Linked DNA regions of Mus musculus: regions 2, 3, 4, 5, 6 and 7 are each linked to region 1. A link is a contact called in public Hi-C, HiChIP or PLAC-seq and promoter capture Hi-C data. All regions are on one chromosome and are shown on one strand. The core of a region is the stretch at or near the end of the contact, and the rest is flanking DNA. Distances in the headings are between cores, read along the strand shown. Region 1 holds the start of Rcan1 (regulator of calcineurin 1). Region 2 holds the start of Mis18a (MIS18 kinetochore protein A). Region 3 holds the start of Morc3 (microrchidia 3). Region 4 holds the start of 2310043M15Rik (RIKEN cDNA 2310043M15 gene). Region 5 holds the start of Chaf1b (chromatin assembly factor 1, subunit B (p60)). Region 6 holds the start of Paxbp1 (PAX3 and PAX7 binding protein 1). Region 7 holds the start of Urb1 (URB1 ribosome biogenesis 1 homolog (S. cerevisiae)).

Region 1 (2,779 bases), core at 24-2,523:
TACAGTTTTGCTACTGTTCAATTGTTGTCTAAATGTCTGATATGTGGGAGATCTATACGCAAAACCCGTGACGGTTCTTGGACCTCCAAGGGGGTCAAGAGCCACAGGTTGAGACCCATTGCCCTCCTGCTACAAGGATTTGAATGAGAAATGTCTCCTGGGAAGTCTGCCATTTGAACACTGGTCCCCAGTTGGTAGTACTGTGTGGGGAGGTCTAGGGAGTTTGGCTTTCCTGGAGGAAGTGAGCCACCGGGGGCAGGCTTTGGTAGTAGAAACAGTTCACCTATCTAGTTTGTTTCTAGTTCCATGTCCCTGCTTCATGGTTGTGGCTGAGATTTGATCTCTCAGCATCTTGCCTCCGGCTGCCATACCTATTACTTAGCCACCACAATGGACACTTATCCCTCTGGGACGCTATATGGAACACTAAGAAACTCTTTTATAAATTGTTTGGTCGTGGTATTTTATCACAGTAACAGGAAAGTAATTGATACACATAGCTTTTTTTCTTTTTCTTGAGATACTAAAGCAGAAAGGGAAGTTTTTAGAGGAAAGAGAGGCAGCCAGCAGAATTGGAGAAAAGGCACGAGGGAGGGCGATGGGAGACAAAATACAGTGTTATCTGTGTATACACAAAATACACGATATATGTATGAAAATAATTATTGAAACCCACTCATTTTGTGCTAAAAAATGCTTCTAATTATCCAAAAATTGGACAGTAACATAATGACTAACACGTTGAACTATAAACATAAGGCCATATCACGATGTTACTCAAGTCTTATTTGTGATTCCGCGACAATATGCACTAAGTATCTAAGCACTGCTAACGTCTACGGAACAGAGCCTCTAACTAGATTTAGTTTAAGTCCTTAAAATTGGCTGCGTGTTTCCAAACGTCGCCGCGTGGGAACCGCAGAAGCTCTGCCTCCGGGTTACCGTTCCACAGGCTAACACCCGGCTTGTGTCCTTCAACAGGCACCGCCAGCTGTCAGAAAAGCAGAACTGGCCAGAGGCCTCTGCCCCTAACAAATATGGCCGCCCCAAGGCTTCAGGCTTAGGGCGGCAGAGTGGGTGTCACGTGACAAAAATCCCGTCGTATTATTGGTCTGCTCTATAGGAAGGGCGGGACTTGATGGCCCGAGTGGGCCGACCTTAAAGGGAACGTTCTTGGGCTCCGCGAGAGCTACGATTCGAGGCCGGCGAGCGCAGGCTGGCCGCCCCTCCCGCGCGGGGCGGAGGCGGACAGGGCGGGCACTGGAAGGCGGCGTCCCGGCGCCGCGGTGACCCCCAGAGGGTGAAGCGGGAGCCGGCGGCCGCGGCGCCGAGTGGAGCGGAGCTAAGGGAGCGCGCGCCGGGCATGGAGGACGGCGTGGCCGGGCCGCGGCTCGGAGAGGTGGCGGAGGCGGTCGAGGCACGGGCGCCCCGTAGGGTGACTCTGCGGCCCTTCGCGCCCTTCTCTGCGGCTGCCGAGGGGGACGGGGGCGGCGGCGGCGACTGGAGCTTCATCGACTGCGAGATGGAGGAGGTGGATCTGCAGGACCTGCCGAGCGCCACCATCGCCTGCCACCTGGACCCGCGCGTGTTCGTGGACGGCCTGTGCCGGGTGAGGACCGGGCCTCCGTCGGGGCGGAGGGCGGACACTTGTTGCGGGGCGCGGCCGGGGCGGGGACGGGCCGAAGCCCTGCTCCAGGGGTCTCAGACACTGGAGACGAGCTTTCTTTTGCACAGCCTACATAGTCCAGGTCGTGTTCTACGGGATCATTGAAGATCAGAAATCAATTCCTCCTCCCAAGTACCATGATTGGTTACTCAGACCTGCCCCATCTCCTTCCCAGGGTGTCAAATTTGTGTGGATTTGGGCGAGGAAGGAACAATTCCTAATGTACTCAGTGACCCTGATGGTGGCATGTCGCTCCTTTAAGGGTGAACTAAATATCCTAAAGGCTTAGGAAAGACTTTCCCCCCAACCGCATTCAACCAAAACTGGCCAATCAACCGCAAGATAATGAGCAGCCAGGATCCTCACCCAAACACTGGCTTTTCTTCCAATAGTGCAGATTGAGAACGCAGAGCGTAGTCTATTTATGAACGGTGAGTCACGTCTGTTTTCTCCGTCCTCCCAATGAATGAGCTGCACCCTTCCTTTGACAGTAAATGCAGGGCAGGGGCTAAACCCCAACGGACCATGAACAGTTCCCTTGGCCACTTCAGGTGATAATTCATCGAGCACTTGCCCTAAAGGCAAAAATGCAATTTGATTCTCTGCTGTATCTTCCGATCCCAGAACAGCCTCACAACAGAATCTTAATAAATGTGGAAATGAGTGACTGGCCAAGTGGGCAGAGCCTTAGACAATGCTGTTCCAGGATACTAGGCACCCAGACAAATGCAGTCTCACTCTGAACTGATCTTGCTTCAGACAGAAAAAGAGAGCCTGAGATCCCTAAAAGAGGTTTGAAGTGCTGGCGAGAGCTCAACCGGCAGAGAGCGATGAGAAAAGCCCCGAGCTGTGACAATTGTTGCTCTCTCTACACAGGATGTCCTGAAGCGTGTGCATAGCCATTGTAAATCCTCTCTGAAAGTAAATGGCCGTATAAATTATAAATAACCAAGACACAGTGGTGTCTCTCTTGGCAGCGACCTTCAGCTCCACTTCATTGACATGTGGACTCAGTGCCAAGGGCTGAAAGCTTTGCTGACATGTTTGATTGAGGGAAACAGAAAAGGTAAATATCAGCGGTAGCAGAAGGCGACGACGGTGCTCTAGGGAGAA
Region 2 (2,833 bases), core at 17-2,516, 1.7 Mb after region 1:
AAGAGTATGGCCAGGTAGCATCAGGGTCTACAGCAGGGTCCCACTGCTTTGCTGTAATCTGCCTATTGGTGTACCTTCCAGTGTATTTGCAAAGTCTGTTGGTTTATGGTATTCTTTGCTCCGTTCCGTCTTGGCACACCTCAAGCAGGACCACAGGATTCCTGGCGGTTAAAGGTCGATACGCCTCAGGGACTTGTTGAAATAGGTTCCAAAAGGAGTCATTTCTTTGCCTCTGGGCTGGGCTGTTATCCTAGCATGTGGGAGGCTGAAGCAGGAGGATCACTGTGGGTGAGCTACATAATGAATTCCTGGGCAGCCTGGACAAAAAAAAAAAAAAAAAGATTCAAAAAACAGAAAGTCAAAATCATATTCAGAGAAGGCAAAATAGCCTTTCTAGTTTCCAGCCTGGTACCACCTCGGTCAGGTCAACGACTTAGGATTTGAAACTTTTTGCTAGTGGCCAGAGATACGAAAATAGGTGGTAAGTGTGATGTAGTTTAGTGAAGCGAACTGGGTAGTGTGACTGGGGGGGGGGGGGGGGGGGAGGGGGATATGGTGGTCTTTGCGTGTTGTTTCTTACTGATGCATCCAGGCTGTTCGTGGTGGCGCGCCTTCCCTCTAGCCTGTGGTCTTTGAAATCAAAAGCTGACTTTCTTTAGACTGACCGTCCTTCCCGCCCTGGAGTAGGGTGAACCATACTCTGACCCAGACACACGCCCACTCTGTAGCCACAGCGATGCTGTCCCCTCCAGCTTCTCATATTTTTTCCTTGCAGTGCTAGTCTCAGTAACGCTGGGTCCTTGAGGCAGGGGGCGTCTTTGGCTCGCCACAGACCCCTGTTTTTTTCTAGATGTAGGAAAGCGGGTCTCCGGGAGCAGACGGGCTAGAATCAGAGATGTGACTTGCAGTACACCGCTTGGAATTCCTGGGTCCACTTTCGGCTCCGTGAAGATGGGTCTGCTTACCCAGCACGGGCATGCCCGCTAACAGTGTGGAGGAACTAGGTGAGCTGCTACTCATTTAATTCGAAGCCTTCAACTTTCTCAGCAGCGGCGGAAGGAGCTGAAATGCCCGCAGATAGCACCCCAGCACCCCAGTTCACCAGCTTTCGCTCAGGAAGACCGCAGGACGCAAGCGCAGTGAGCGCGGCTCGCGCGCCGGTCAGATGGCGAGCATGCGCCTTCGATGCAGTCGGGCCCTTCTTCAGGTCCCACCCCTTCGGGCGGTGCCCCGCCTCTTGCACCTTGCGCATGCGCAGAGGTATTATTCCCGTGAGGTTCCGGGGCGCGGCAAATTCGTATGTCATGGCTGCTTCCTGGTCTCTGGGATGTTCCTTGACCGCTTGTGGTTAAAACCGCCTGGCTATGTCGAGCGAGTCCCCCCTGCTGGAGAAGCGTCTGTCGGAAGACTCGAGCCGCTACCTGCGGCTGCAGAAGTGGGCAAACATGTCGAGCGCAGACGCGTTAGGGCTAGAGAAGGAACGGCCTGAGGAGAAGGCGGCCGCGGCGGAGAACCCGCTGGTGTTCCTTTGTGCCCGCTGTCGCCGGCCACTGGGCGACTCGCTCACCTGGGTGGCCAGCCAGGAGGACACCAACTGCATCCTGTTGCGCAGTCAGTTCGGGCCGCCCTCCTGCGTCGGGGTTTCCTGGGGCTGCGGGGGCTGGGGTGGGGACGAGAGCTGTCCCAGCAAACCGCAGGAGAGGCGTCCCTGTGGGTGGCTCACGAGTGACAAGTTTTTTCCTGGGTCTTCCATGCCCCCCAAGGGCAGCGGTTGAGCGTCATCCTGACGTTTTAGGAAGGTGCTTCCTTCAGGGGAGTGTTTTCACATCTGACGGACTCTGTCAGCTGCTTTGGGGACTTAGCTTAGTGTCCTTGGGCAGTCTGTTCAACTGCTTGTGCCTCAAGTTTCTCGTCTCCAAAACGAGGGATAATGATGGGATAACGGGGACGATTAAATAAGTGTATGGTATATGGCCACAGAGTAGGCGATGTCTTTACTGGGTGAGTCCCAATGCTCTTCGCTGGGTCATTTTGTTTATCTCTTAACCCCACTGGTTTTCAGAAAAGGATGTGAAGTAATCCTTGTTCCACCTCTTCTCCCAGAAGGCCCCCATCCCTTTAGTGCTGAACCACGGGAGTACCCCACTTCCCACCAGTCTTTGGGCTCTTTTTTTCCCCTAGTCCTCTAAAATACAAGTTAAAGTTGAGTTAAAAGTTCCTGTCTGCAGGTGTGTAACAACAAACCACACTAACAAAGTGTTGCGACTCTCTTTCCAGGCGTCTCCTGTAACGTCTCTGTGGATAAGGAACCGAAACTGTCCAAGTGCAGAGATGAAGACGGTTGGTAAGTAAGATATTTATGTGAATATGTGAGAGAAAATTTTATTTTATTTATTTATTTTTGGTTTTTCGAGACAGGGTTTCTCTGTATAGCCCTGCCTGTCCTGGAACTCACTTTGTAGACCAGGCTGGCCTCGAACTCAGAAATCAGCCTGCCTCTGCCTCCCGAGTGCTGGGATTAAAGGCGTGCGCCACCACGCCCGGCTGAAAACTTTAATTTTAAGGAAAAATCTTCTACCGACCGTTCTGTGAGATTGCTTGAGATATAACTTTTCATGGTAATTGAATGCATTGAAAAGAAGAAAGGATCCATTATTTGATGGTGATAGCCCCTTAAGATCGGAAAGTGGGAGTTTCTAAGATTCTGAAAGTGTATTTAACACTGATTTTTAGGGCTCTGAGTTTGGTGCCAAAGAAAATGGAAAGTAAAGCAGAAAATATCTATCTTAAAATCTCCAAGTTGAAAGTGTCCTATTCCTGTCCCAGTGCTGCC
Region 3 (2,700 bases), core at 124-2,623, 1.4 Mb before region 1:
AGCAAACAAACAAACAAAAGAGCACAAATTGCTCTTACAGAGGACCAGGATTCAGTTACCAGCACCCCATGGGCCAACTCATAACTAGCAGTGAGGGTTCAGAAGTCCTCATCTTCAGGTGCATAAGACACACACACACATAAACTGTGTGGGGGGAAACCGTACTAACAGGCAATTTAAAACAAAACATAACAAAAAATGTGAAGAATACTCAACCTCACAAAAAAAAAAAAAGGCAGACGCGATAAAACTAGGTAACACTTCATGCACACTTGGGGCTATCACATCCCAAATGACGGAAGTAGCCTAATGAATGGACGGAGACCTGCATTCTTGAAGAGCACCTACGGGAGGTGCTTTAACCTCCGGAAATCCTTACCGCTCGCCAACGAAATTACATAACACAGTAGTACCGCTTTTTTTGCCTTTGAGACAGGACTTCCCCTTGTCTCCCTAAATTGTCCTAGAATTTGCCTGCTTCGGTCACCCGAGCGCTGGGGATGCCAGGCATGGGCCACCGCAGCCATCCTTCAAACATCAAGGAAGTAACTTTCCCCGCTTAAGACCTCAGGGCCGGCAGAGAATAAAACTTTGCAGGAATCATCAGGTGAAGCCACGCCCACAATGTTTTGGACCCGAAAGTGTAAGTCCTTTTCTGCGACCACTCCCAGCCACCTCCAAAGGGTTTGCCACCAATGGGCTCGGCCCGAAAAGGCAGGGGCATGCCAAGCAAGCGGAGGAGATGAGTCCTAGCCTCCGCTCCTCCGAGCCGGGACCGACAGGGACGGACGCGTGCAGGAACCGCGCTGCACCGCAGCCCACGCCGCCCCGACGAGGCCCGGCGGCTGCTCCCGGGGCGGGCGGGTCGCGGAGGGCGCGGCTCCCACAACAGCTGTCGGGCGCCGCAGAGCCGGAGGGAGGGAGGGAGGCCGCCTCGGCTTGCCCCGAGATGCCGCGAGCGCACCGGCCGCGCGTTACAGCCGCTCCTCCGAGCGAGGAGACATGGCGGCGGACCCTTGGCCCCGCCGCGACCTCCCGGCCGCCGCGCCAGCCCTTGAGTCGCCGCCGCCCACTGCCACCTCCTGGCTGGCCCGCCTGCCCGCCCTCCTGGGACCCGGCCCGCTCCTCCCCTCGCGGCTGCTCACCGCGCTGAGGCGGATCCCGGTGGGTGGCTGCGCCGCCATCTTGAGTGAGCTACAAAGCCAGGACCGGCCTCGGCCGCAGCCCGACTGGGAGGCTACGAGTCCGCCGCGGGCTTCAACGCCCCGCCCACTTCCGGGGCGGAACCGACAACACCAGGCCACACCCACTCATTTCCGCCTCGGGCAAAGGCGAATTAGGATTCTCAGCAGAGGCTTGCCCGAGCGGGCCTGACCTGCTGCGCGCGCAGGACCCAGGCGTTGGGCGCATGCGTAGGTGAGCGGGCGGGCGCGAGCTCCTCGCCTCGCGTAGCTGGACCTTGAGATTGAAGATTGGCGCGAAGAATGATGTGTAGAAGCTAGGCAAACTCTGATGAAAATCGCACTGCAAAAGTGTAATCCATGGCCGCTGGTAATGATGTTACTGGAATCTTACAGGACAAAATGAAGAAAATAATTACTTTTTGGGTTTGCCTGAAAATCATCAGCTTTTATCCTGGTAGTGGTAGCGCACGGACACGTTAATTCAGTGTGTGTGGAGCCCGGTACTGCAGCGAGTAGCATGTAGAAATTAGTCAAGAAAGGGATGCTAAATAGTACAAGTAAAGAGAAGGTTAAAAGATTTGCAAGAGTATTTACTGCAGTCTTAACGATAGTCATATTTTTATTTATAAAAGTTCAGACGGGCAGTGGTGGCGCACGCCTTTAATTCCAGCACTTGGAAAGCAGAGGCAGGCAGATTTCTGAGTTCAAGGCCAACCTGGTCTACAAAGTGAGTTCCAGGACAGCCAGGGCTACACAGAGAAACCCTGTCTCGAAAAAAAAAAAAAAAAAAAAACAACAAAAACAAAAAAAAACTAAACAAAACGAAAAAAAGTTCAGTTCATCTTCTGCTGATAAACAATTTAGTATCCTTTATTATAGACCGCTGTCTATTAAACACTACAGTATGGGATGGATCCTCTCCTTTTCCTACACGTCAACTGTGTTTTCTCTTCATATTTTAACTGTAGGCTTGTAAAAACTTAAATACTTTTAAATTAATAAGGGGATGTAAAATTAAAACCTGTGGTATTCACTGTTTTTAAGAGTGAATAAGAGGCACAAGATAAGCAAAACTGGTGTCTAGTCTTGCAGAACAGGTGGCTGTCAAGACAGTTGAACCATGATGGCCGGTCAGTGAGCCGTGCAGTCAACCTAGAGAGTGTCAGCAGCCCAGGCTGCGCAAATTCTCCACTGAACTGCAAATAGCTTAGTCTAGAAACTCCCCTGTGGATTTGACCAGAGGTTTGTTCCCATGGGGATTCTAAATCTTGTCAAGTTGACAGGATTAACAAGCAGGTCAGCCTTGTTTTCCTGTTTCATCCGAGTCTGGTTGTCTTTGCGGGGAAAACAGTGCCTAGGGTGGGACAAATACTTGTTCATCAGGGAAGAGGATTCCCCACGGGATGCAGCTGAGGAAAGCCTGTCTCGCCACATTTTCTTGAGATCCACATAATCGCTTTGTTTTTCTTTTTGAAAGAGAGCCTCCTGTAACCCAGGCTGGTCTGCTTTGTACTTG
Region 4 (2,803 bases), core at 120-2,619, 1.3 Mb before region 1:
GCACTTGACATACACGTGGTACATAGACACATACAGACAAAACACCCACAACACAAAACAAACCAACCAACCAACCACAAAAGACTCTGGATTTCTAATACAGGCGTCTCAGCCTAAGCCTCCTCGGCTGAATGGCACCGGAGTCCAAACACAAGGTTGCCCTTAAGAACCTGCACATGCACAACACACGCACATCAATGGAGGGAAATGCCCACTCTTTCTCCAGCCATCACGGCCATTTATTACTGCTGAGTGCTGCTATGACGTTTGCTAACCCAGGCTTCCTGAGAAGCTCGAAAACTACGGCCAGCTTCCCGAGTCTATGCCTGCCAGGAACTGAAAGGAGCCAGGTGCTGCCTTACCACAGGACTGTCCTCAGGTTGGGTTTAATTACTGAGCAACAGACAGACAACAACACTTAGCGCAACAGTCGCCACATCTGCAGTGGGCACCCAGTTTAATCAGCACCCAAAGAGCGAGCCACAGCAAAGCAGCTGGAGTGCACGGGTGTCGTGGTGGCGGGGTGTTCCCCACCACCACCACCACCATCAGGGAGAGCATAATTATTGGCTTAAAGTAGCAAATGAAGGGTCTGGGAGAGAAAGTGCTTGTTGTGCAATTGTGAGGTCCAAGCTTGACCCAAGCATCATAAAAAAAGATGGGCTGGGAGGCCGGGTCACGTGACCCTCAGGGCTGGGGAGAGAGAGGTAGATGTGGGTCATGTGACCCTCAGTGCTGGGGGGGGAGAGGTAGGTGTGGGTCATGTGACCCTCAGTGCTGGGGGGGGAGAGGTAGGTGTGGGTCATGTGACCCTCAGTGCTGGGGGGGGGAGAGAGGAGTAGGTGTGGGTCATGTGACCCTCAGTGCTGGGGGGGGGGAGAGGTAGGTGTGGGTCATGTGACCCTCAGTGCTGGGGGGAGAGGTAAGTGTGGGTCACATGACCCTCAGTGCTGGGGGGGGAGAGGTAGGTGTGGGTCATGTGACTCTCAGTGCTGGGGGGGGAGAGGAGTAGGTGTGGGTCATGTGACCCTCAGTTCTGGGGAGAGAGATAGAGCATCTCAGAAGCTCAGTGGCCAGCCAACCAGGCCAATCAGCAAGCTCAGGTCCCAGGGAGAATACTAGTCTCCAAAACAAAGCAGGCATCGACTTCTGAAGAACCACGTGAGGCTGCCCCTGGGCACCGCCCAGCTCCCTGTCCCTCCTCATTCCGGGAAGAGAATTCCTGTTTGGGTGGCAGGGCATGCTATATGGCTCCACTCCTTTGAAACAAAAGTGTGTGCATGCCTGGCTGACTGCTGGGAATTCTTCCCACACCCCAACACACCCCTACACCACTCTGCCCTGCCATCTAGGTTCATTCTGGAGATTGCCAGAATGAATCAGTCTGTCTAGCTGGGTCCCTAGGACCACACGGGTTGGGACTCAGATCAGTGTCTTGCTTAGCCATCCTCAGGGAAGCTGCTTCTTGCGGTAGAAGGGAACTACTCAGGGGACCCACAGCTGAGCAGTGACTCTGGAACACTCCATCCTAAATGGTGGCGTCTTCATCGACATCTTCAGAGACAACAGGAACCACGCACATCAGAGACGGGCAGCACAGGCCCAAGCAAGATGGGGTCTCAGCACCGAGGAGGAACTGAACACAGCCTCCCTGCCCACCCAAACACAGGCTTTCCAGCTGATCCACACTCCCATGTGAAGGTTTGTTTTCTCCAGTGGAGTCTCCCCAGGCCCCGCAGCATGTGGTCAATACAAAATGTACTCGGTAGTATTTTTGTAGGTCTCTGTCTTGGTGGAGGCTTTCTTTGGGCATTTTTGTTTGTCTTACTATCCTTTTCTTGTATATTATGTTTTCTGGCAATTTTGTGGTTTTCTGGTCTTTGTGTATGTGTGTGTGCTTGTGTGTTTCTTGTGCTTTTTCTTTTTGTCATTCTGTTTTCTTGTTTGCTTGCCTGATGGTTTTAAAGAAAAGGGGAAGGGGAAAAGAAATAGATCTTGGAGTTGGGTGAGGTGGAAGGTGGGAGGGGGACCATGAAGAATAAACCTCAGGAACAGGTGCAGTCAGTCAGTTACAAGCATGGGAGGTGGGGTGGGCAGTCGCCTGGGCCCAGGAACAGGCTAAAAGGCAGTGTGCTTGTCCACGGGCTGAGAAGTGTGTGTCCACTTTCCAGTGCCTCCTGATGCTCTTCCGAGGATAACTGAGACTGAAAAACGGCGATGTGCTGATGGGTAATCACAGACAGGCGCACACTAACACCACTCCCTTCCCCACAGGGACTCAGCCTTCTTCCCTTTTTTTTCTTTTTGGTTTTTCGAGGCAGGGTTTCTCTGTGTAACCCTGGCTGTCCTGGAACTCACCCTGTAGACCAGGCTGGCCTCGAACTCAGAAATCTGCCTGCCTCTACCTCCCGAGTGCTGGGCTTAAAGGTGTGCGCCACCACTGCCTAGCAGCCTTCTTCCCTTTGTGTGAGCTAGGACAACTGAATGAATACTGAACATGGTCAAAAGAATGGCGTGAACAAAGCTTTGGGGATGGGGAGGCTCCAGGAGAAAAGGCAGAGGGCCCTTTCCCTCAAGGGGCACTTTGTTCCCTGGATTGTTCTTGGAGGGGATTCTGTGCCTCCCGTGACAAACATTTACATCCCATTTATAGGACGTGTTTATTGATGTTGGATATCCTATCGTGGCTATGGAACCCAGCCTGGTCAGTGTGCCCTAAATCAGGTTATCACCTTCTGCTCTGCTCTCCTGCTTACCCAGGTATAATCTATCTATAGCACGTGCCAGGCAACTGTGTCAACTG
Region 5 (2,726 bases), core at 206-2,705, 1.4 Mb before region 1:
TCGACAGCAAAGCATACATTGCAGAAACACACTAGCCACCTCCTAACTCCCTTCCAGGAGACAACAACTTATCTTCTGGCAGAAAATGCAATTTCTTTTTTGAAACTTTGTAAATCAAAGGAAGTATTAGCAGAAATGCACACCATCAGTCCCCTTACCTGCTATTCCCCTCTTCCAGTTCTTTAGAGCAAATGGGCAAAGCACAGAGCACAGGAGCTAGGCTCAGTATTACTATTTTGAGACAAGGTCTCACCTAGCCCAGGCTGGACTCAAACTCACTACTGTTGAGAATCTCAAACTTCAGATCTGTACCGTATGGGTATTGGGGATACATGCCTGGCACCACAGAGCTCTTCCTAGTTTAGTATTCTAAAATACTGAGAACCCACTTGTAACAATGTAGCAAATAGCCGGGCCGTGGTGGCCCACGCCTTTATTCCCAGCACTTGGGAGTCAGAGGGTTCGAGGTCAGCCTGGTCTACAGAGTTCTAGGACAGCCAGGGCTACACAGAGAAACCCTGTCTTGAAACAACAAACAAAACAAACAAAAACAATGTAGCAAATGTTAAGAAAGCTAATCTTCTCAGCATTCCTTGCTTTCCCCAGGCCTCAGAACTTAGTACACTGGACTAGGTGGCAACCCGACTTGAGTTGCTGCCTTCAGTTTTAAACAAAGGAATGAAAACGTGAGCTCCGCGTAGAACCTCCCCGTATCCTCCCGCCTGTCCATTTACCCTGACGGCGGTGTCCACCCCCGCGGATGCCAGCCTGTGGATCTTCCAGGTTGCCCCATGCTGGAAGTCCAGGCTGTACACTGGCTCCTTGTTGTGCCAGGCGATTTCACACGTGATCACTTTCATCCTCCAGAGTTTCCGCCAGGCAAAGGGAGGCTGGAAACGTTAGCAAAGAGTTAAACAGCGACCCTGGAACATGAAGGGCGAGCCGGGGAAAGAGCACAGAAGCCATTAGCGACGCCGACGGCTCAGACACCTGCAATCTTCAGCTAAAATGCTCCCGCAGGTAGAGAGACTTCCACCAGTGTACGGTTCCGGAAGAGAAAGAAACCAAACACCCCAGACGGAGGCGAGGACGGGCAGCACAGAGCATCGTGTTGAGGTGGGGTCCCAGAGACCGGTACCGGAGTACTGGCTATCATCCCGGGGAGCAGCAAGGGAGGGAGTTCACGGGGAGGGGCGCGGGTCCGGGCGGCCCAACCCGGCCTGGCGGAAGGCGCGCGAGTCCCGGTCCCGGTGGGGACTGTGGTCTGGGACGAACTGCCTTCTGCCTGCGCCCGCGCTGAGATCAGAACTCACGGCCCCGGTGAGGAGCTGCAGCCCAACCCAGGTCAGAAGCGCGGAAGCCGGGTATCAGCAAACCTACCTGCAGTAACTCGGTCCACCCGGGGCCGCCACAGCCCGCAGCTTCCCGCGCGCCGCAGGCCACGCCTCCGGTCACGCCTCCTCGGGGCGGAGTTCCGGGGCGTCCCGCCTCCGCGTGGGCGGGGCTGTCACAAGACAAAGTCTCTGAATGGGAGGGTCCAGGGCATCCCTCCTCCCAGTGGCCAGCAATCTCCCGGCACCTTGGCTTCCGGTGGGCGGAGCTCTGGGCTCTTTTCTTTCTCGTGGGCGGGGCTGTCGCGGCTCGTGGCTCCTGTTGGGCGGGACTGGGAATCCCATTCCCGCGCCTCGGAGGAGTCCAGGCTCGTCCAGCTTTGACGTGCTAACCCGAGATGCAAGACGTCCTACCTACCACGCGTCAGTGTCACATGCTCATCGGACAGATCTTCCCGCCTGGAATTTACGGTCTAGAAAGAAAAGCGGGACTAGAGACGCAGGCAGCTGATTGCACGCTTAGCCAACAGCAGCGGTTCTGTCACCAGCCCCTGCCGGTGATCTCAGCACTCCAGAGGACCCTAAGAGGAAGGTTATCCTCAGCTACAGAGAGTTCCAGGCCAGCCTGAACTAAAGACTAAACAAAAAATATATAACATTTCTTATAGGGCAGATGGGAAACTTTGGGACTCATCTAATATAACCAAATAAGAGTGTCCCAGGCAGTGGATATTTGAGAGCTGTCCTGCCCCACCAAATATCTCAAAATGGCTCTGGAGTTTCAAAATGTCAATAAAACAGCAATGCCTTCGCCCTCTCTTAGCGATGTGACAGACGCCTAGAATGGTTGTTATGATGGTAATCCCAACACTCTGAAGGTGGAAATGGGAAGATGATCAGGAGTTCAAGGTCAACCTTAACTACACAGCAAGATTGAGGCCAGCCTCATGAATGTGTAGGAACTTCCATTCCAATTATGTAATGGTTAATTTATCCACCATGACCTTCTCAATAATGTCACATATTTTTTAAAGATTCTTGTCTCCTATGGTTTTGACTTCTTACAGGCCAGCATATGAAAGTTAAGGTTTTTTTTGTTTTTGTTTTTGTTTTTGTTTTTTTTTTTTTCCAAGACAGGGTTTCTCTGTACAGCCCTGGCTGTCCTGAAACTCATTCTGTAGACCAGGCTGGCCTCGAACTCAGAAATTCACCTGTCTCTGCCTCTCAAGTGTTGAGATTAAAGCCATACACCACCACTGCCCGGCGAAAGTTGGGTTTTTATAAAGAAATGATCTCAAGAGCTGGAGAGGACTCAGCATGTAAGAGCACTGGCTGCTTTGGTCAAGGCCCTGGGTTCAGTTTCCAGAACCCACATGGTGGATCATGACACAGTTC
Region 6 (2,821 bases), core at 318-2,817, 1.4 Mb after region 1:
TTAGGATCTCCTGGAACTGCAGTTAGTCATAGTTGTAAGCTGCCATACTAGGTGCTGAAAACCAAATCTAGGTCCTCTGCAGGAGCGGCAAAGTGCTCCTAACTGCTGTGCTGTCCAGCACCTTTTTACAGATGATGTGTAAACACCATGCTTTTAGCCTGCATTCAGGACACGTCCTGCTGGGCACTACAGGCATGCTGAGACCAGAAGGGGGCGCCAGATTCCCAGGAACTGGAGTTTTGAGGAGCCCTGAGGGTGTGGGTACTGGGACTGCAGCCAGGGTCCTCTGGTTCGAAACTGCAATATTCACCTCTCCAATCCCGTTCTTTTGGCGGGTTTTGAAACATGTAAATAATTTCACAAACACTTCTACCCACGCATCCTGATATGCTCGAGAGAAAGAAAAGATTCAACTTTGGTTATGAACTGGGTAACCTGTGTGTTAGCTCAACCTCATGCAATCTTTTTGTTTGTTTGTTTGTTTGTTTCTCGAGACAGGGTTTCTCTGTATAGCTCTGGCTATCCTGGAACTCACTTTGTAGACCAGGCTGGCCTCGAACTCCCGAAATCCGCCTGCCTCTGCCTCCCGAGTGCTGGGATTAAAGGTGCGCGCCACCACCGCCCGGCTCATGCAATCTCTTTAAGGCCGCCAAGGTTCAGATTTGCCCTCTGTGATATAGTCTGAAAATAAGACAAATCTTCCTTCCGCTTGTTTCAGAAATTCACTATGCTTCGTAAAATAGTTAAAATAGTTGCTACCTAACTTGGCTTTCTTACCAAGCCACCCGAAAACACCTCGCTCTCCTGGGAATGGCTGCGGCAGCAGGGAGATGTATCATCTCTGGTTCTGTCTTCCCCAGACAGTGAGGGTTTCCCTACATAGCCTTGGCCATTCTGGAGTTCCTTATGTACATCAGGCCGGCACCGAACTCAGAGATCGCCTTGCCTCCACCTCCCCAGTGCTGCTGGGATTTAACGTGTGTGCTCCCACGCCTTTGAGAGTGTTTGCGTTGATAAAGCTGTAGAGATGGCAAGTATTAATGGAGTTTCTGATCTGTAGACGATATCTGCTAGCATCGCCTCGCGTTATTAAGAGGCATATTAACCATGGAGATGCACTTTCCCTTCCCAAGCTCAAGTCAACTGACTCGTCCCTCCGCTTCTCCCCGGCCTCCCGCCTCTGTTTACCCTGCAGGCACTGAGTGGGAGGGAGGCTGCCACACGTAACGGCTCCGTATAAGCGCGGAAGACGCATTGCAGCAACACGCTCCGAGACGACAGACTACACTCGCTCCTCTCATCTCGATGATCCTCTTTGTGACCTTTGGAACAACACTGGAGTCGGAGGGTACCATGCCAACAGTCCCCCGCGCCGCTAGAGGGCAGTGCAAAGAGACTCCGCCCAAGTAGTGGGGCGCGAGGAGAGCCCAGGCGCATGCGCAATCGAGGCGGCGCGATAGCTAGCCAGAGCCGCGACGACCCGGCTGGTGGGGGGGAACTCTTGCGACTGCGCGTGCGTGGCGGTGGTCTCCGCGCTCCCTCGTCCTCTCAGTCAGCGAGCGGCTGTGAGAGCGCGGTGACGGCGGCTGGGATGTTCCGAAAGGCCCGGCGGGTGAACGTGCGCAAGCGGAACGACTCGGAGGAGGAGGAGCGGGAGCGCGATGAGGAGCAGGAGCCGCCACCGTTGCTGCCCCCGCCGGCCTCGGGAGAAGAGCCCGGCCCTGGCGGCGGCGACCGGGCCCCCGCGGGGGAGTCGCTCCTGGGCCCGGGGCCGCTGCCGCCGCCGCCCTCCGCGCACCACCCGGGCCTCGGCGCTGAGGCCGGGGGCGGCATCTCCGGCGGCGCGGAGCCCGGCAATGGGCTGAAGCCGCGCAAGAGGCCTCGCGAGAACAAAGAGGTGCCCAGGGCCAGCCTGCTCAGCTTCCAAGACGAGGAGGAAGGTAAGCCCCGGCCCGGCCCACGCGGACCCCAAGCCCGTGCTCGCCCGGGCGCCGCGCCCCTTTCCCCACCTCCGGCCTCCGGATCTGCCTGGGGTTGTGTTCCCGCGCTGCCACCAGCCAAGTCTACGGCCTGTGCAGTCCCTCCTCCGGCTGTCAGAGCCCTGATCAGCCATCCTGAGTGGAGGAGAAGGCTCGATGCTCCGTGGACCCGTTTCCTACCTTGCGAGTTGCAGGCAGCCTGAGTCTCTTGGTTAACTGCCTGCTCTTAGTCGTCTGCAGGCCTCTGTACCTGCGGCTTGTTGGCGTCTCGGTTTAGGCCTCCTTGATTAAGAAGGCCGGATTGTTAAAGAGGAGGACCGAAACCAGGGCTGGGAACAATTCTGGGGCTGCAGCCCTGGCTCCCGGTGACCTTGATCCAATCGCTCCCTTGCTGTTGTCCAGTCTCGGTTTCTCTGTAGAAGTAAATGGGAGGAGCAGATGTCCGCTGTGGCATTGGCTCTTGAAGCAGAAGAGGGACCAGGCTGCAGGGGATTTCGATTTTACTTGTACCTCAACATCATGTTAGGAAAAATTGGATGATTTTCGAAGGTCTTGCGTCATGCTTTCGTGATTCTAGAAAGATGGGTGAATTATCTTTGACCTCTCTGGAATTTTGTTTGAAGGAGATACAGACCAGGTTTTGCATTGTTTGAAATGTCTTGTTCTTGACTTGGATTTTCAAATTAAAGATGAGGGCTAAGTCACTCGAAACTTAGTTTTGCAAAATGATTTACTCTAGGCATAATTTTGAAATAACTGTTATTGTGACCAGAGTTATTCAGACTTGGCAGAATAACTTTGGGGTGTATTGTTTTAGGTTTCTTGACTTAATGTTTTAAGGA
Region 7 (2,917 bases), core at 315-2,814, 1.7 Mb after region 1:
TGCATGTAGAGGCCACAAAGCAATTTGTGAGAGGAGGTCTCTCCTTTCACCGTGTGAGTTCTGGGGATTGAGCTGAGACCATCACCCTCCCAGCCACACCCCCACCCCCAATTATTTATAACTTCCACTAGTACAGAGAGATGATAATTTCCCCCAACATCACATAAGCTAAACTCAAGGCTTTAGACTGTTTCTTCCTTCTTCTTGCTGCCTTTTGTTTGGGTCCTGGTGAGTGTCAACATGGGCAATTGGTCACAAGTCGGTCTTCAGCCTCTTCTCTCAAAATTATTCATGGTTTTAGTCATCTTCATTTTTCTGACAGGCCCGGGACCTAGGGATTCCCACAGATGCAGTTGTTTCTGTAGGCTACAGGCTCAAAGTCAAAGGCAAGTGTTGTTGTTGTTGTTTGTTTGTTTGTTTTTCTCTTAGGGACTCTAAAATCATAGGAGTGACAGGGACCACATTCTTAGATGCTTAAAAGATACTTGCTTCCAAAAGTGTGCCTTATTAGACTAGAAGAATATGACAGAGAATTTCAGAAACCATCGATTTCCCAACTAACAGGCTAGTTTGGAATTTTAAATACATACCAAGATATTGATAAGATCTGTTTTTTTTAATTATGCAACTGACTGTTTTTACTTTCCCACATTTTTGCCAGAGCATTGAATGCAGCCTGTAAATCAACAGCTTACAACAAATAAAAACTGTATCGTACTCTCTGTCCCCTTAAAGCAGTTCTTTAAACATTACATTACTTGCCGTTCTCCAGCCCAGGACTGGGGAGAGCCGGCTTTGTTGTCTCCTTTTTAACGAGGGTGCTGAGATGCGGGCACTGTCCAAGGAGGTTTTCTTAAATGCTTGCTTTCTTTGATCGCCCCTGGCCTTCAGCACCACAGAAGGAGTGCATCAAGGTTTGGGGGAAGCAAGCGTGGATGGAGGTTACTTGAAATGACATCTAACCAGCCTAGGCCTTCTGGCTAGGGTTGTGACAAAAACTGGGGATTCAGGGTTACGGACACTCTGGACCACATTCCCAAGCTAGGGCTTTTCAGAGGTAAGTCCACCTGATGTCAAGCCCTCGGGAATTCACCCGGCTTACACTTACACGCAGGGGGCTTGAACTGAGGAAGTATCAATCTCATGAAGTTGTTCAAAGGATATCATTAAAATGCTCAGAGATTTTTAAATATCTGAGCTCTTTGTGCTGCTCTTTGTGGGTCTGGGAGTTCTTCCTGCTCAGGGAGTTGCGGGAGCAGGGGAAGCATTTTGATCCATCTGCCCCAGATTGTTGCAGCTAAGGGCGGGTATGTGATTTTTCTTTGCAGGCAGAGCACAGCCAGAGAACCCTTGGGGAAATCCCAGGCCCTACAGGCCCCACCCAAGCACCAAGCCACGCCCACACCACCCAGAGACACGCCCCAGAAGGCCCCGCCCCCAGGTGTTCTACCTTCTCCACGCCCCCTTCAGCAGGCCCCGCCCCTTCCGCCCTTTCTCACCCGAAGACCGGCTCTTTTACCGGCTTCCCCTCATAGGCTCCGCCTTTCCTTCCAGTCCCGCCCCTTCCTTGCCGCCGGTGCTTCCGGTCGCGTGGGTTTTCCGAGGGTGCCGTTTTGCTGGCCCGGTGGTTTGGGCCATGGGGGTCCCCAAGAGGAAGGCGTCAGAGGGTCCCAGCAGCGCGGCGTCCCCCGCTGGCACAGTCAAGCGAACGCGAGCGGAGGAGTTCACGGGCGTGCGGTTCAAGACCCTGCTGAAGGATGCGCAGGGCCCAGGACCGGGTGAGTGGGAGCGGACTCCTCAGCTTCGGGGCAGTAGCCGGCACAGCGGCGCCTCGGAGCCCGGCTCGGAGTTAGTCAAGAATAGTTCAGTGAGATAGCTTGCTTGGGCTGTCAGTAGCCGTTCCCATAGTAACCAACTGTCAACCCTGATAATGGCGGGATGTCACGTGTAACAAGTTCCATAAGGACCTACAACTAAATCGAGTGACTAGGATTGTCCGGACCGGTAACCGAGAGGGGCCAGATTCTGTAATTTAATTTCACTCGCTGCAGAGTGTGACACCACTTCACAACGACTTCTAATCGTGCAAGGAGTACATTGGTTGTGAGGAGAACCACAGTTGAACATGTTACCATGTTCAGACGTCAACGCGGTGGTAAAAACAAGACAGCGAAATATTTCTCTTAGGTTAACAAAACTACAAAGTTAATAAACTATCGCAGGGCTTGATGGTTCGTGCCTTTAATTCAGCACTTTAGAGGGAGGAAGAGGCAAGAGGATTTCTGTCAGTTGAAGGCCAGCCTTATCTTCTTAGAAAGTGCCAGACCAAGTACACCTTGACTTCCAACATTAGAAATATTTGAAGATTAAGGATAGAATTGGTGCCATCCTGACAGTGTCATGTTGGCAGAGCACTCCTGACTGCTGCTGCTGCTGCCAGTCCAAAGAAGAGTAAGCTGTCCGTCTCCCTGAACTGCCCTGGGCTAACTCAAGCCAGGGGACTCGGTAAACACTATATAGTGAGACCCTGACTCAAAAAGTATTCTCAGCTAATGTTTTTCTTACAATTTTTATTTTTAAACGTTTGGTGCCTCGCCTTGGTCGTTTGCTTAGAAGATGACACCTTTGCTAGCACAGAATTTAGCGCCCCACACACTTATTCGATATTTAATTGCAGTTGCTGTTTGTTAGGTAGAGATGTAATGGGCGAATAAAACCCTGGCACAGGTCTTGCCATTGCAAATCTGATAGTTTGGGAAAGCAGGTGACCAGCAAAGTCACATAGTCACGGGTCTTCCAGAAGGAGCCAGCTATCCATTGTGCCTAATGGGCCTGGGACCTTGATCTGTGAAATCAAAGAAGGCTTCCCCAAGGAAGCAGGTTTTTCATGAGTTGTAGAATTGTATAGGGAAAGGAG

The links. Promoter capture Hi-C pulls out the DNA fragments that hold promoters and counts their contacts. A called contact is a pair of places that touch in the nucleus more often than the background predicts. HiChIP or PLAC-seq counts read pairs in DNA pulled down with a chosen protein or histone mark. Capture Hi-C pulls out chosen DNA fragments and counts their contacts.
Region 2: a contact with region 1 is called in a promoter capture Hi-C map of liver, with 2.9 times the contacts expected there. The contact joins the promoter of Mis18a here to the promoter of Rcan1 in region 1. A contact is called at or near these places in 1 of 39 promoter capture datasets (pre-B cells) and 1 of 9 other capture datasets (liver).
Region 3: a contact with region 1 is called in a promoter capture Hi-C map of liver, with 4 times the contacts expected there. The contact joins the promoter of Morc3 here to the promoter of Rcan1 in region 1. A contact is called at or near these places in 4 of 39 promoter capture datasets (embryonic stem cells, hippocampal neurons, liver and 1 more), 2 of 115 datasets of contacts at active chromatin or transcription factors (astrocytes and large pre-B cells) and 2 of 9 other capture datasets (embryonic stem cells and liver).
Region 4: an H3K27ac HiChIP or PLAC-seq map of embryonic stem cells shows a contact between it and region 1, with 6 times the contacts expected there. The contact joins the promoter of 2310043M15Rik here to the promoter of Rcan1 in region 1. A contact is called at or near these places in 5 of 39 promoter capture datasets (the C10 cell line, the SN4741 cell line, embryonic stem cells and 2 more), 5 of 115 datasets of contacts at active chromatin or transcription factors (embryonic stem cells, large pre-B cells and stem cell-derived neural progenitor cells) and 1 of 9 other capture datasets (embryonic stem cells).
Region 5: a contact with region 1 is called in a Hi-C map of CD8 T cells, with 6 times the contacts expected there. The contact joins the promoter of Chaf1b here to the promoter of Rcan1 in region 1. A contact is called at or near these places in 2 of 39 promoter capture datasets (embryonic stem cells and liver), 2 of 484 Hi-C or Micro-C datasets (CD4 T cells and CD8 T cells), 1 of 115 datasets of contacts at active chromatin or transcription factors (large pre-B cells) and 2 of 9 other capture datasets (adipose tissue and liver).
Region 6: a Hi-C map of B cells shows a contact between it and region 1, with 5 read pairs. The contact joins the promoter of Paxbp1 here to the promoter of Rcan1 in region 1. A contact is called at or near these places in 1 of 39 promoter capture datasets (pre-B cells) and 1 of 484 Hi-C or Micro-C datasets (B cells).
Region 7: a promoter capture Hi-C map of pre-B cells shows a contact between it and region 1, with 3 times the contacts expected there. The contact joins the promoter of Urb1 here to the promoter of Rcan1 in region 1. A contact is called at or near these places in 2 of 39 promoter capture datasets (erythroid cells and pre-B cells).

What each region holds. Positions count from the first base shown.
Region 1 is chr16:92,464,663-92,467,441 of GRCm38.p6, reverse strand. It overlaps Rcan1 (regulator of calcineurin 1), which reads left to right and starts at 1,273. Exons shown (of 4, transcript NM_001081549.2): 1 at 1,273-1,609. The coding sequence starts at 1,364. Gm46555 (a long non-coding RNA gene) reads right to left here. Exons shown (of 4, transcript XR_003951847.1): 4 at 1,608-2,779.
Region 2 is chr16:90,725,804-90,728,636 of GRCm38.p6, reverse strand. Mis18a (MIS18 kinetochore protein A) reads left to right here and starts at 1,266. Exons shown (of 5, transcript NM_025642.1): 1 at 1,266-1,611; 2 at 2,278-2,344. The coding sequence starts at 1,365. It overlaps Gm17518 (a long non-coding RNA gene), which reads right to left and starts at 1,217. Exons shown (of 2, transcript XR_876238.3): 1 at 966-1,217; 2 at 1-317.
Region 3 is chr16:93,830,794-93,833,493 of GRCm38.p6, reverse strand. Morc3 (microrchidia 3) reads right to left here and starts at 1,373. Exons shown (of 17, transcript NM_001045529.3): 1 at 1,146-1,373. The coding sequence starts at 1,184. It overlaps Gm30881 (a long non-coding RNA gene), which reads left to right and starts at 402. Exons shown (of 3, transcript XR_876266.3): 1 at 402-643.
Region 4 is chr16:93,793,467-93,796,269 of GRCm38.p6, reverse strand. 2310043M15Rik (RIKEN cDNA 2310043M15 gene) reads left to right here and starts at 1,369. Exons shown (of 2, transcript NR_151466.1): 1 at 1,369-1,701. All of the region lies in intron 27 of Dop1b (DOP1 leucine zipper like protein B), which reads right to left.
Region 5 is chr16:93,882,630-93,885,355 of GRCm38.p6, reverse strand. It overlaps Chaf1b (chromatin assembly factor 1, subunit B (p60)), which reads right to left and starts at 1,455. Exons shown (of 14, transcript NM_028083.4): 1 at 1,381-1,455; 2 at 735-890. The coding sequence starts at 860.
Region 6 is chr16:91,043,125-91,045,945 of GRCm38.p6, reverse strand. It overlaps Paxbp1 (PAX3 and PAX7 binding protein 1), which reads left to right and starts at 1,567. Exons shown (of 18, transcript NM_026110.2): 1 at 1,567-1,940. The coding sequence starts at 1,592.
Region 7 is chr16:90,809,060-90,811,976 of GRCm38.p6, reverse strand. It overlaps Urb1 (URB1 ribosome biogenesis 1 homolog (S. cerevisiae)), which reads left to right and starts at 1,564. Exons shown (of 39, transcript NM_029497.1): 1 at 1,564-1,778. The coding sequence starts at 1,637.